Regions from separate parts of the Sus scrofa genome. Here region 1 is linked to region 2. A link is a contact called in public HiChIP or PLAC-seq data. All regions are on one chromosome and are shown on one strand. Each heading gives the region's core, a stretch centred on a gene start, on an enhancer-like site or on the middle of the called end of the contact. The rest is flanking DNA. Distances are from core to core; before and after follow the strand shown.

Region 1 (3,563 bases), core at 797-3,296, 600 kb after region 2:
TCTGTAATAGCAATAACAGGACATCTTTAAAGAAGATGGGTGTCACCTCATCAGGGAGGTCTTCCCTGATGTCCTACGACCAGAGTGTGGCGGACCTGCGCGGATCTACCCGGGCATCTCCCGCACACCTTTTCAGAAACACAGCTGGCTTGAGGAGCATTGGCAGTGGCTGTGGCACTCCCTGGAGCTAACCCGTTCAACTGGGCACTTAACCCACGGGCTTCATGACCCCAGGGACTCCAGTCTTCCCTGGAGAGCCTTGCTTCTGGCAATACGACACTCTAGGCTCCGGTCTGTCATCCCCAAGGAGGTCAGCCGGCTGTAGTGTCTGCAGGAAGTGAGGCTGGATAAAGGTGAGACGCTCTTCCATGTGGCTAAAGGACAAGCAGCCCTGATTCAAAAGGCAGCGGGGTAGCGTATGATGCTCTACATGAAGAATCCTAAAGGTTTTAGGTCATGATGTATATTTAACAGACTTACTGATAATTAAATCCAAGATATTTGGAAAAATATTATTGAACTTGTATTTGGGAAGGTTTATTTGGGGACAAGTGGACTGGAGAGGAAGAGACACTGGCCTCCAAGGTGACACTTAGGAGACTGTTGGAATAATTGGGGATCATCACCAGGCTTTATTATCATGGCAATTTTTTTCCCAACAGCAAGTCCTCAGTGTGCCTATTACAGTGCCTGGCAAGACACGGGTGACTCATGAACACTGGCTGAGTACATGCTATTGTAGACCTGGACGACTGGTGACAGTATCGTGGAGAACGAGGGCGCAGGAGGGCGTGAAAGAATGCAGAACGTGTATCTAGCACATAGATGTAAGATGCTGGAGAGAGCGGAGAGGAAATGACTGCTGGCTTGCCCGCCTCTGCAATGGCTGAGAGAGAGAGAGAGAAAAGGAACTGTGGGCTGTGGACAGACAGCCGGTCAGGGGTGGGGAGAAGATGAGCCCCTTTCACTGCGCACACATTGAGTTTGAGTCGACAACGGGACATCTTAAAGAAAGGTCCGGAGGCAGCTGATGAGAAGGATGTAAACACGGGTGAGAGATGCGTGCCCGAGATGAAAGATCCCGATATCTGTAACACAGAGGCGAGAGGTGAATCTGCAAGAGCACATACAGTGCCCTGGAGGGCAGGATGTCAGGACAGAAAATTAAGGACCCAAAAGTGTGTTCTGAGGAATGGTCCTCATTGTAAAAGGTGTTGGGGACCCTGGAGAAACTTGCAGGTGTTAAGCTCCTCCAACTGCTAGCTGAATCCTTCTTTCCTAAAAGCCCAGGGAAGTTACTTGACATTTTAAATGCAGACATACAGAGAGGCATTCCGAGTCAGATATGAAGTGGAAAAATCTTTCTAAGATACACACAGGAAAAAAAAAAAAAAAAGTTCCCATCTCTCAACTGTTCTTTGTTTTAAAATTATCAAAAGCAACAAAAATCTAGGTACTTCAGTTAGAAAGTTTGAGCTGAAGTTTGCTCTCATTCTCGCTCATTGGAGTGTACTTTTCTCCTTCTATTTGTTGCTTTGTCTCCACCTTGTTAAGAGGCTGTTTAAACCTGTGCTTCAAATTCTCCCCAAGCAACACAGCCACTGAGGGAAAATCAAAAAGGAAGTACAGTGCATTTATAACAGCTTTGCTGGGATCGGTGGGAGGGGAAGCCAAAGGCTGCTGTGCAGATCAGTGACCCCTGAGCAGTGGGAAAAGCTGATTGGCAAACACGCAGGAACCTAAGGGGAGGACCAAGAGTGACTCAGGCAACCCTTTTAGGATGAAAGGACCAGACCTTTGTCAGTGACCACTTTTCACTGCCTTGCTTTCCAGAGGTCCTCTTCTTACACATTAGCAAAAACACTGCCTGTCCAGATGTAATCAGACTTGCAGCAACGAGAGAGAGACGGAACGGGGGAGCAGCTGAGCAGTCTCTGCCTTAGGTAATGCTGAGGCGCCGAACAGCTTCTTGGAAGATGTGTAGACGTGTGTGTATCCGTGTCACCAGCGTCAGTTTGGGTAGGTAAATGGAAACACGTGACTATCCCATGGTAATGCAAGAATGATGTAAACAATACACTTCTTTTTGCTAAGCAGATATCGCATGGAAGCAGGGCCCAGGTGTTTCCTTTCTGAAGGAAACTCCCAACAACACACTGAAATCTACTATCAACAAAGAAAACACATTGACAGAAAAGCCTAGTGGTTCTCAAATCAAATTCTTTAAGGCTTATAACGCTGCAGATTCAGCTTATTAAGATACTGAAAATGGGAGAAATTAAAAAGCAACCACTTTAATTATCGTGTTTGTGTCAAGTTTAGCCAACTGCTACAGTAATATCACTTGGCTTGTTCTACTGTAATTAACCCAGTAAGTGTACAAAGAAAACAAATTAGAACTATTTATAGCTCTTCTGAAGCAAAGTGGAAATGAGCTATTGCCCAATGCTATTACAATAAATATGGGTTGTTGACATTCCTTCAAAGTATGCTTTAGGACTTTCAATGAGTCATGTTATTCTTCAGTTGTATAAACCTCCACAAAACAAAGAAAATTCCAATAGTGCATCTCATCAAACTTGTTTTCAGAAGAGTGTATATCAAGTTGAGTAACCAGCCATTTGTTTTGAGCCAAACTGGATAAGTCTCATTAAGGAAATGTTAAATAGTATGCAAACACTGCATGCATTTTTAAAATGAGGTTCAAACATTCTGCGACTCTATGAGTCAGTCCCACAGAATGAAAACCACAGTCAAGATTCATTATTATTTAACTGGCATGGACCCCCCCCTCATCCAGATAATAGCGAACTTTATGGAAATGAAAGGAATGCAGATCTGGCACAAAAGGGGATCGTCTGCATAAGAGAGACTGCTTTACTTTTTTTCTTTGAGGTAATAATCCTTCACTTAGATAAAACAAATCAAAATTGTATGTGCAAGACCACTGTTTAGGCACAATACAAGCAAATTAGGTCCAAGTAATTACCTTCACCTTTGTAAGAAAAAAAACTGCCCACGTCCCCTCTTTGTATTTCTGCATTCCTGTTGCTGGGACTACTGCTGTCCACAAAACAGATGACCTACTACCTACTCCTGCTTTCTGTGTACAAGGCACAGAGTAAGTCCTCAGCATTCTTTTGCACAATAAACCCACAGAGCCTCATGAACAGTTGCCGTCATTATCCCTGTTCTGCAGATGAGAAAGAGGAGACCAAGAGAAGACCTTTCCACAAGATTCTAGTGGAGAAGCTGGCTTTCAAGCTCTAATTGGTCTGATTACAAGGGAGAGCGGGGAGGGAGTGGGATGGACAGGGAGTTTGGGGGTTAGTAGATGCACGCTATTACATTTAGAATGGATAAGCAATGAGGTCCTGCTGTACAGCACAGGGAACTATATCCAGCCTCTTGGGATAGAACATGATGGAAAAGAGCATGAGAAAAAGAATGTATATACAGGTGTGACTGGGTCACTATGCTGTGCCGCAGAAATTGACACAACACTGCCAGTCAACTATACTTGAATAAAAAAAAGAAGTGGAAAAACAAACAAAAAACAAAAA
Region 2 (3,880 bases), core at 160-2,659:
TAACAAAGGGGAATCAGTGGGGGATAAATTAGGAGTTTGGGATTGACATATACACACTATTACATGTGAAATAGATAACCGACAAGGACCTACCTATAGCACAGGGCGCTATACTCAATATTTTTCAATAACCTATAGGGGAAAATACTCCGAAAAAGAATACATAATACAAACATGCATATATAACTGAATCACTGTGCTGTACACCTGAAACTAACACGGTATTGTAAATCAACTCTACTTCAATAAAACAAAAAAAGAAGAGGGAGGAGAGAGAGAGGAAAAGAATACTCGAGTCCCAATTCTCTCTCTAGCCTGGGAAGAGTTCCCACAGCCTGTTCCCCAATGATATTTAAAAAGTCAATTTGACATTTTCCATGAAAATTCAGACTCAACAGATCATACAGAGAGAAACACTGATTTATTTAGTTTGTACTACATTTTAACAGCCTTTTTATATTCTAGTTTTTTTTTTTTCTTCCCTTGGCTGCACTCATGGCCTATGGAAGTTCCCTGGCTGGGGATTGATCCTGCAAAGGCAAAGCCAGATGCTTAACCTGCTACACCACAGAGAGAACTCCTATTCACTGAAAATGTACCCTGGTCTGATGCCATCTCAAATAATGTCGCAATAGGCATCCTTATCCGTGGGCCTTTATATACTTGCTCAAGCTTCAGTCAAATTCTTAGAAGTGAAACTGATGGTCAAAGGGCGTTTGTCTCTTCTGAGTGTTCTGCCATGCTCAGCTGTGCCTGCTGAGTACACCGTGTGTGTTAAACAGGAGGCAGCACAGCACTGCCATCACTACAGCTTTGCCATCAGCCAGTGCCAGCTCTGCACCTCAGAGCCTGCGTGACCTTGTGTAAGTTATTGACCTTTCAAAACCAGAGTTTGCCATCTATTGACTAGAACAACACTAATCGCATATGAGGTCGCCATGGGCCAGGTACTGTTTTAAGTGCTCCGTTCATTTACTTCTCAAATAACCTTATGAGGTAGGTGCTATTCATATCTCCTTTTAGAGATGAGGAACTAGGCACAGGGAGGGCACTCAGTTTACCAGGATCACACAGCTAAGGAAGTAGTGGGGTCACTTTTCCCCCCAGGAAGCCTGGCTCCAGAGCCTATTTTTTAAATGTCCTTCTAGGGAAGGTGATGACAAAATATGATAATGAAAACAGAGGATGATATGATAATGATAATGATATATGATATTGAAAACAGAGGACAATATGCAAGTAGGTGGGGAGGTGAGAGAGAGAAGGAGAAAGAGAGAGAGAATTTAGCGTGGTATGTGGCCCTCGGTGACTTCATGCAGCCTGGCAAGAGCAGAGGTATAATGCAAAGCCTTTCTTCAAGGCACATCCCTTAAGAATGAACAAGCTGGCCTGATGGATTTCCTTAAGATTTCATTTTTATGAAGAGGAAGCCTGGGAACAGAGAAGCATGTGACTCTGGAGATCTGTTAAATCTTTTAGCCCAGAAACCAACAGAATCACAGGAATTCATACATTTCTTAGACTGGGAATTAATGGCACTGATGAAGGAAGTTGTAATGACCATGAAAGATGAACCTTCCAGCTGAGGAAGCCAAAACGGGGGGTGGGGTGGGGTGGGGTGGAGCTAGCTATGGAACACGACCTTGGCTGGGAACAGCGGACTGTCAGGCTGGACCATCTGGGGAAATTCTTTCCGATCAAGTAAAGTGTGATATTCCAGAAGGGACGGGCGGGGCTCCTGAAGAGAGAGGCAGGTTGTTTCAGGTTAAGTGCTTGACAGGCATCATCTCATTTAACCCTCACAACAGTTGTATCTGAGGTAAAAAGTTTTCCCTGTTTGACCAGTGAGGAAACTGAGGTGCAAAGAGGTGATGTGACTTGCCCAGGAATCTGCTCGTACACTTCACAGTCAGCCTGAAGAGAAGGTACACACTCCTTAGTCGCATAGAGAGCCTGGTCAGGATGACACTGATGGGGGTTTGTCAGGCGGGTAAGGGAGTAGCAGACCTCATAGCTTAAGCCTCCGTGTTGTCATCTGTGAAAATGGGTATAGGTATGGTATCTAACGCACAGGCAATTCACATAGAACACTGAGCACAGTGGCTGGTCCATGGCTGAGCACTGGAGAGATACATTAAGAACCAGACTGTGCTGACTCTTCTTCTTTTTAGAAAACTGGTATCAAAAATCACAACGGTTAAGATTAGGCCCCTTATATATAGACTGCAACTCCTTTTATTGGAATGAGTCTCCAAGTGCCTTTTGCCCAGGAAGTGGAATAAACATAGCATAGAGACCATATGTCATTAGTTCTAATGAAGCCAAGACCTTTGTTATGAACTGAGTATTTTTATCAGCAACTTGCCTGACTCCATGTCACTTCAGAACTGCCCCCTGTGGGACTGAACTGTCCCATCTACAGAAGAAGGATCCAACTCTAATTTCTAAATTATTTCTAAACTGAGAAATCTAAGGAAAATTCTAAAAATAGTCACCCTAGCAAACACAATAAACCCTTGCTTGGCTCTCACTGATAAAAGAGTTTGTCCTTGGAGTTTCCATTGTGGCTCAGCAGTAACAAACCCAACTAGTATCCACGAGGACGTGAGTTCAATCCCTGGCCTCGTTCAGTGGGTTAAAGATCCAGCATTGCTGTGAACTGTGGTGTAGGTCGTGGCTGCAGCTGTGGTGTAGGCTGGCAGATGCAGCTCTGATTTGACCCTTGGCCTGGAAACATCCATGTACCACAGGTGTGGCCCTAAAAAGCCAAAAAAAAAAGTTTGTCCTGGGGTTAAAAGCCTGAGTTACAGAATTTTCTTTTTAAATAGTGTTTCATCATAAATGATGATAGCAGTTACTGCTTATGAGCTCTAGGGCTCAGCCTGGGCCATGCACCTACCACACACCAACTTTAGTCCTCTCAGCAGTCCTGTGGAGTAAATCATGGTGTTTGCTCACTCTTAATAAAGAAGCTGAGGATCTCAGAGAAAAGTGACTTGCTAGATGTAACAGCTTCTCTGTTATCCCATTTTCCCCAAACTTTGCTATAACATATCTATGTATTGTGAAGTCCCTGTAAATAGCTGGAAGGAAACAGCCAAAAGAGTCCTGTAACGGATTATTTAAAAATTATTCTATGTAGAGCTACAGTTTTTATGGTACAGCATGATGACATGGGGTAAGTGGTTTCCTGGCTTAGTCCAAACCCCAGGCCTTCTCAGTGACGTGCCATAACGAGCCTTAACAACATGGGTTGTACTTGTTTTGAAATCTCTGCCCCCTACCCAGCAAGGTTCCCTCACTGTGGGGCGGGCAGGGCCATTCTTCCCTTCCACAAGCCTGGAAAGACCCCTGCAGAAGGGCTTTCTCGTCCTCGTCCTGGTGTTTGTGCCTGCAAAACTGTTCTGCCTCCTGCTTGTGGGCGGTGGGAGATGGTGAAGAAACCGGCTGCCTTTCAAGCTGTCAAAAGAGAAAGCTCTTGTGGAAAGATGAGCCTGGAACTAAGAACATTCCATGCTGATTCCCAAGTCCAGGTCAGCAAGTTTCAGAGAAGTGGGCTTGGATGAGCCTCCCAGCATGAGTCTCAGATGCAGACAGGCTTGTGGCCCATGGGAAACAGATGGGGGTGAAGCCTGGGCTCCCCACAGAAGTCTCCCTGGGGAACTCGCCTGCAGCCAGAGAGGACCAGGCTGCGGAGGGGGGTGCCAGGCTCACCATGGCCAAGGGCCAGCTCTGGAGGGTCACACCAGTTACCTTAAATGGCTTCCATGATGTACAATTATGCACACTATTTTCCGTTTCCTCCCTTACATTTCCGTGAGCACCTCCCCCGCTTCCTGCCTTAGAGGCCATGGGCCTGTGTCTCCTGAGGAAATGTCTT

What was found. HiChIP or PLAC-seq counts read pairs in DNA pulled down with a chosen protein or histone mark.
Region 1: an H3K27ac HiChIP or PLAC-seq map of skeletal muscle shows a contact between it and region 2. The contact joins two enhancer-like sites. A contact is called at or near these places in 1 of 47 Hi-C or Micro-C datasets (embryonic fibroblasts) and 1 of 2 datasets of contacts at active chromatin or transcription factors (skeletal muscle).

The regions. Positions count from the first base shown.
Region 1 is chr2:145,635,770-145,639,332 of Sscrofa11.1, forward strand. No RefSeq gene overlaps it. Among named protein-coding and RNA genes, the nearest start is that of YIPF5, 30 kb to the right of the region's middle. Within about 2 kb of position 2,047, at least 18 of the 83 cell types and tissues checked have an H3K27ac peak or open chromatin away from gene starts, as enhancers often do. A contact at or near this core is called in skeletal muscle, where this site is marked.
Region 2 is chr2:145,033,937-145,037,816 of Sscrofa11.1, forward strand. No RefSeq gene overlaps it. Among named protein-coding and RNA genes, the nearest start is that of NR3C1, 110 kb to the left of the region's middle. Within about 2 kb of position 1,410, at least 9 of the 83 cell types and tissues checked have an H3K27ac peak or open chromatin away from gene starts, as enhancers often do. A contact at or near this core is called in skeletal muscle, where this site is marked.